Linked DNA regions of Anas platyrhynchos: region 1 is linked to region 2. The links are chromatin contacts, called in public Hi-C maps. All regions are on one chromosome and are shown on one strand. Each heading gives the region's core, a stretch centred on a gene start, on an enhancer-like site or on the middle of the called end of the contact. The rest is flanking DNA. Distances are from core to core; before and after follow the strand shown. Region 1 overlaps DIP2C (disco interacting protein 2 homolog C). Region 2 has its middle 17 kb from the start of DIP2C.

Evidence for each region. A called contact is a pair of places that touch in the nucleus more often than the background predicts.
Region 1: a contact with region 2 is called in a Hi-C map of liver, with 3 times the contacts expected there. The contact joins two enhancer-like sites. A contact is called at or near these places in 4 of 8 Hi-C or Micro-C datasets (F1 follicle, liver, skeletal muscle and 1 more).

The regions. Positions count from the first base shown.
Region 1 is chr2:148,939,060-148,942,567 of IASCAAS_PekinDuck_T2T, forward strand. All of the region lies in intron 4 of DIP2C (disco interacting protein 2 homolog C), which reads left to right. Among named protein-coding and RNA genes, the nearest start is that of DIP2C, 180 kb to the left of the region's middle. Within about 2 kb of position 2,257, at least 2 of the 8 cell types and tissues checked have an H3K27ac peak or open chromatin away from gene starts, as enhancers often do.
Region 2 is chr2:148,738,855-148,742,158 of IASCAAS_PekinDuck_T2T, forward strand. No RefSeq gene overlaps it. Among named protein-coding and RNA genes, the nearest start is that of DIP2C, 17 kb to the right of the region's middle. Within about 2 kb of position 1,542, at least 1 of the 8 cell types and tissues checked has an H3K27ac peak or open chromatin away from gene starts, as enhancers often do.

The sequences.
Region 1 (3,508 bases), core at 1,007-3,506, 200 kb after region 2:
ACAGAACTGTAAGTCAGATTTCCTTCTGGTTGTCTTCTCTTCAGACTCAGATTTGCTTCAGTTTGAAGCCTTTGTTTAGCCTGTTGTTTTGCTGTGCTTAATACTTCAGCATCTCTGCTCTGATCATACTGTGATTATTAAATCCTAGCTGTTACCCAGTTTCAGTGCTTGTTATCATATTTGGCACATCTTCTTGGAAAGGCCCCAAAACAAAATGAATGTGCAGTCTTTAACAAATAAGTAATTCACTTCTAGGAAAACATTTCCCTTCTTTATTTTTTTGCACAATTTATTTCAATTAACATCTGAAAACAAATCCTCTACTCAAACTCTGATCAAAGTCCTTTTCTGTCTCTTCTTTTTAAGGTTTTCCTAATTGGAAGTCTGACATCCCTGAAAATCATCCAACTCTCCTTCCATGCCTTTGCTTTTTACATAAATTTAGATGTCAGCAAAGATTGTTTAATGAACTCTCTTTGGAGACTCAAAATCATTGCTGCCACTAATATCACCTTCAACTTATGCTCTCTTATTATGGAAAATGTCAGACTGTGACATTTTAAATCCCTACCTATTTTCCCATTTCAGTCTTTTTTATTATTATTATTTCATTAATGTTGTAACAGAATTTTTAGCAGTATAATTTTGAAAACCTGGTTTCTATGATTTTTCCATTCTAAATAAAATTGACTCTGACTTTATGGAAGCTATGTTTTTGGTAAATGTTCATAGCACATTCTGTGTTTTAAGATAATTTGATTTTAGAATTCAACCTACGTTGGGAATGTAGTCTAATTCCTTAAAACCAGATAGTTTTAAAAATTCCTTGCTCCTTCTTTATATATGGAAGTGATACTGAAATCATTATGTTCTGGGATGCCATCTTCTTTGATCATTTCCCAGATGTCTAAAGAAATAGATAATGCCATAAGTTCAGTAATTAAATCAGTGCAGGGTTCAGCTATATTATTTACTTTATACAAACACAGCAACTAGTTTAGCCGATGTTATTTTTAAAAGATTTTTTGTTTACTACTAAATAAAAAAAAATCACTATTTACTCACTCAGAAACAGTGTTTGAAAAGGTTTGCCAAACGTAGAACATGGCGATGTTTTCCTCTTAGCAGCTGCTGTTCCTTAGCCCACGCCTGTACTATAACACTACCTGGGGGCTCAAGCTGGCACTGAAGCCAAACGTTCACGTAGGTTGGATCACTAATTTTTGCCAAAAGGCTTTTCTGGCCAGTGGCTTTTCAGATGAGAAAAAACAGTCAAGGGAAAATTGACTTGTTCTTGACTTCTGCCTCTATCTGCAGGATAGATGTAGGCTTCTGGCTTGATCTGGCTCAAGTTACGTGACTCTGCAAAATCAGACACAGATTTAGAAACAGAATAGAAATAGAATAGTTCAGCTGGAAGGGACCTTCAAAGATCTTCAAGTCCAACTGTCTCACTACTTCAGGGCTAACCAAAGTTAAAGCATATTAATGAGGGCATTATCCAAATGCCTCTTGAACACTGACAGGCTTGGGGCATCAACCACCTCTCCAGGAAGCCTGTTCCAGTGTCAGACCACCCTCTTGGTGAATAAATTTTTCCAAATGCCCAGTCTGAACCTCTCCTGGTGCAGCTTTGTGCTGTTCCCACACATCCTGTCGCTGGTTATCAGGGAGAAGAGGCCAGCACCTCCCCAGTGTATGAAGAATGCTGAGTTAGGAATGGCCCTGTAGATGTAGCCACAGTTACACCTACAGCTTCATTTCCTTGAAGCAGTTCAGAAACAAAGTTTCTCAGCTTCTTTTGGAAGCTGCATATCCATGGGTTTGGTATGGTATGCTGAGATAAGGAAGGAGGAATTGTAACAGGGAGTAAACAAGTGGGAAACCTCAATGGCTTGACTGTCATGGTCTTACCATGTAAGATACCACTGTGTAAATGAACTCTGCTAACTCAGTACTGCACTGAGCTTTATGGAGGACGTTGGCTCTACATGCCCACCTTAGAGTCATCAGAGACTTGTTTGTTCCTTGGTTAACATTGGCTGACCTGCTCCTTCTAACACTGCACTCTCTCACAGGAGGAACTGGAGCTGCTGCCACCATTATTTAAGAGCCATCAATCAGGCCATCTTGCTCATAGAGGAATGGTCTTGCTGACCTACTGCTGAAAGTGGTGATCTGTAAGCTATCCACAGCGTAGCACTGAATTAATACTGCTACTTGAGTTTGACCCAGTGTCTGTGACTTTCTGTGCTGCTTGAAGCAGAGCTTGGCTCTACTGCCACATAAAGGCTGCAGCTCAGTACAGCAGCATGTGCTGCGGTGGCAGTTCATAGTGAAATACCCCATAATTAAACTGGGCAGATCCTCTCAACCAGAAAAGCTTTTCTTGATTGCGAGAAATCTCCATCAGTTCTGCGTTTTCCAGCCAGTCATGGCTGGCATGGTTCAGGGAACAGCTCTCTTGCAGAGACCTTCAGCACCTATTTTAAATCCTCTCCAGAGAACAAGTATGTTATCTTCCCTCAGCTGGGTGTTCAATACATGGAGAAAGAGCAGTCAGGTCCTTAACAACTTCATTTTTCCAAAGGACGTCCCTGTGGCCTTTGGATTGTGCCAGAACAAAAATCCTCAGTTCTCCATCCCAATGCTGAAAACCAGCCACTTCCCTGTGTGCCAGAACCTGTCTTTCACAGTGTCCATAGCTGTCGTTGGTCAAGGAAAGAAAAAAAAAAAAAAAACAGAAAAAAAAAGACATCAGCACACAAAGGTATGCAGCAATAAAAATTAGAAATTTAAAATTTTTGTCATTAAGTGATAAAGAATGCTATGTAGTATGTTCAAATGCACATGTATGTGTGAGGAATGAGATAGCCTCTCTTGGCTCTCTGATTTCTGCTGTAGAATTCTCCTCTGATGAGATGGGAATATGGCAGATGGGTTGGGCTGAGTTTATGAAGTCCCTCGTTTCTCGTGGGGTCTCTAAGAGGCCTTGAAGATGGCCAGTGTTTTGCATCACCCAGAGGAACTTTAGCGCTGAAGAAAAATGAGAGCAGTGAGAACTGATTTTTGCAGCTGTCAGAAATGGTGTGGGAAGTAGGAGTGGAGGTGAAATTGCACCGCTCCTGTGTCTCATGGTGCACGTTATCCTGGAGCAAAGACCAGCAAACGAGAGCACATGTGCTACATGCACCACATGGACAGAGCTTAAAAGGCACACAGAGGATGAGCACAGGGCTGGGAGCTGAGAAACAGAGCGTTTTGAGAAAGACCATACGTGAAATAGCACCTCTCAGCTGGTCTCATAGGGGAACGATACTGCTGGGGAGGTGGTTGTGGTACCCTGACTCTTGGGAGCGAGGATCTCCCTTCTTCCACTCACTGGTGGTGAATTTTCCCCCATACATTTAACCTCTGAAGATGAGAAAGAAAAAGTGCATCGTTCTTGGAGGACTGCCAACCCCTGCCCCAGAGATCCCACCACTGCAGAGAACAGTTCATTTTCCAA
Region 2 (3,304 bases), core at 292-2,791:
TATCTGAGGTCTATATCTAAAAAAAGGAGGTGTGAGCATGCTGGTTGCAGCTGTGCCTGGCTGGTACCAACTAACAGACCGGAGATGTTTCCTACCTGCAGGTGGGAGCTGGGTGACACCCAGGTACCTACGGCAGGAGATACGAGCACTAAGGTGAGATAAATGTGTAATTTAAGGTTTTTTTGTACCTTCTTCAGCTTTTTGCGCTTTCTAGTTCTGAGTCCCCTCCAGGAAAAAGTAAGGACTAGGCACTGAAAAAAAAAAAAAAAGAAGAAAAAAAAAAAGAAAAAGATTGCAAATATGTTTTTCTTTTCCTCAAAGAGGAGGCAGTTCTCATTATAGCCAGTAATGCACTGAATGGAGCATTTGCCCAGGATATAGGTGATATTAAATTCCTTTCTGTAACTGTGGAAACGTCCCACTAATTTCATAATTTGTCAGTTTTCTTCGATCCAGTGAATGTGCTCTGAGAGTGAATTCTGCGTACTCCTTGCAAACTGTCCATGGCCGCTGGCTTTACCTCCTTCTTCCCACGTATTGTGCCTTGCCTCCTCTGAAGGTATCAGTGCTGTCTTTGCCACTACCCTGATGTTGGCACCCAGCAGTGGATCTAAACATAAATCTTGCCAACATTCATCAACGGCATCGTTCTTCATTTCCTAATTTAAATAATCTTTCACAAATGGCTGTTACTCTGCAAGAAACATCATCTGCATGGGTCTGTGAGTAACACCCCAGCAGCGTGCAGGTCCCTGAGGTTGTACCACTGTGCCTTTCCCTGCCACGGGCAAGAACAAGCCTCCACTGAGCAGTGGCAGAGAGAGGAGGGAGAAATTCCCATGACAGCTGCCCGCGGAGAGGAAAAACAGGGCCCGTGGATGATATTTTATCAGCTGTGATGCAGACATACACGTTCCCATGAGCTGGTGCTGTAACCACAGCAGGTTAGCCACGGGCCCTCTTCCTCATATTCACCTCTTTTATAAACATTTCACCTATGCAAGGAGTCTAACATCCCTTTGCAGGGATGAGAGCATTTGCGTGATGTGCGAAGCAAACAAGGCTGACCAGGATTTGTCTAAACAAGAATTTGTGGTTTTGCTGTAACTTCAATCAATTGATTGCCATTTATATCTAATTAGCCAGCACAGTTACCAATGCTCAGCCATATGAGCTGAACTGGAGTAAAGCTGTTTTTTTCTAACTCGTCATTTGCAACTGTATGAGGGAAGATTCAGATGTCCTCTTATGAATAGGACCGGCAAAGTTTAATAATTAATGTCTCCAAAAAATGAGCTGATGAGGCAAACAATACCCTTTTCCTTCAATGAAAAATCAGCCTTTCTCATGTGAGCTAATTCATAATCATCTGCCTTGAATTACAACACAACACAAATTATTTTTTCTAGCCTTCTATGTGGAAATAGGAAAAGAAATAATTAGTATGTGATGGTGCAACTGCAAAAGGTGTCTTTAGTTCAACTGTGTAGGCTCCCACACTAGCCACATGTGGAATTCAATACTTTGATGACAAATGAAAGCACTTACTGCATTCCTCTTTGTATAAATGATTCTGCAGCTATTGGTAAATAGGGTTACGTAAAGGCCTGACTCATGGGATGTTACATTAAAAGGAGCAAATTGATAGGGAAGATCCCATGAAAGACTTCAACATTTCTGCACATTGAATATAATTATCAAGGAGCTGCAATCTCAAGTTTTGCTAGAATATTTTCCTTTTAATACTGAATGGTAGATTCCCTTAAAGTAGCATGAAAGGAGAAAATAAAAAGGAAAATACTCTATTATCCTAAATTGATTCTTAAAGCATGAAACAGTTTAGGAAAAAAAAATAGGAGGAGGAAAGGAAAAATTGGGCTGCCAGGAAAACAATCTTCTCAATTTCCCAACCAGAAATTGCATGAAGAGTGATACATGATAATCTCTTAGACTGGCTCTCTAAAATTATATATCCAATTCTCGTCAAAAGTGGTTCAGAAAAAGACTTTATGCAGAGCTGATACTGCCACTTGACAAATCCAAGATCTGAATGGGACACATCATTGCTTTCTGAGTACTATGAAATGAAGGAGAAAAGCTACTGTTGGTGTTCCTGCTTCTATTATCTTTTATAATGAATGAATAATATCCTACTCAAATACACTTTGGTTCAATCACTGATGAATCAGGAGTCCCTCCCCTATTCCCATCAAAGATTCTTGAACATCTGCAGAATCTGGGCTTTGAATTTTGAACAAAATCATTTCTAGACTCTGTGTTTGAAGAGAAAAAAAAAAAAAATTCAAGTGTGAGCTGAGTGCAAACTGGTGCTATTCTCTGCTATGAGCCGAGATACTAAATCAATGGCAGTATGAAAGATGAACTCCCTCCCCGTCTCCCACCTTTCAGCTCAATAGGCTGCGGACTCAGAATATGGTTTCTGAAGGGTGATTTTAGTGTCAATGTTGTTATCAATTCACTTTTCTGACAAAGACTGTGAGGGACATGGAAATGGGACTGAGTGGTCCTCCTAGGTCACTGAATTCACTCCCCTGCCATGGCAGCACTGCAGGATAAGATACCCCCCATAAATACGCAGTACTCTTTCTAAAATCTATCTATATTTTTTGCCCCCCACTGTTCTGATTAAAGGCTTCACTGCTCCAGGGGAGCAGGCTCCTTCTCCTAAAACCAATGCCAAATGTATTCACGATCAGTTTATACCCATTTGACTGTGTGCCAGTATCACTCTTTAGTGTAAATAGCTCTCCTCCTTTCTTGATGTTAACCCCACATCATATTTAATGGTAATCATATCCCCCTCAGCCTTCTTGCCAGACTAAACAAGCGAAGCTCTGCGAGTCTCCTCAGCACTGGCCTCACTTTGCAGTATTCCCAAAGAAGACTCACTGCTGTACGGTGTAAGCAGCAATAATATTTTCCTTGTTTTTTTTTTTGGGAAAAGACTCCCGAGAGTCCTTCTTTTCTTAATTCTGACAGGTCTGAGAATAGGAAGCCCAAGAGAACTACCAGGAGCGACGTGGCTATTTAACATTTGCCTATGGGCACCTGGCTGATGGAGCACCAAACCTTTTGACCCCTGAAAGGGAACTGGTGAGGCTGAAGTCCCCAGACATCTCAACCCACACAGTCTGGAAAGAAAAAGGGAAGCAAAGAGCATTAGTTATTATTTCTAATATAACCGTTTTTGTAACATATATATTTTCAAGCCCAAATGCTCTTCTCATATTCCTTTCCTCCACCCTGGTGCTTGACACTCTCTGCTTCACAACAGAAACCAGTG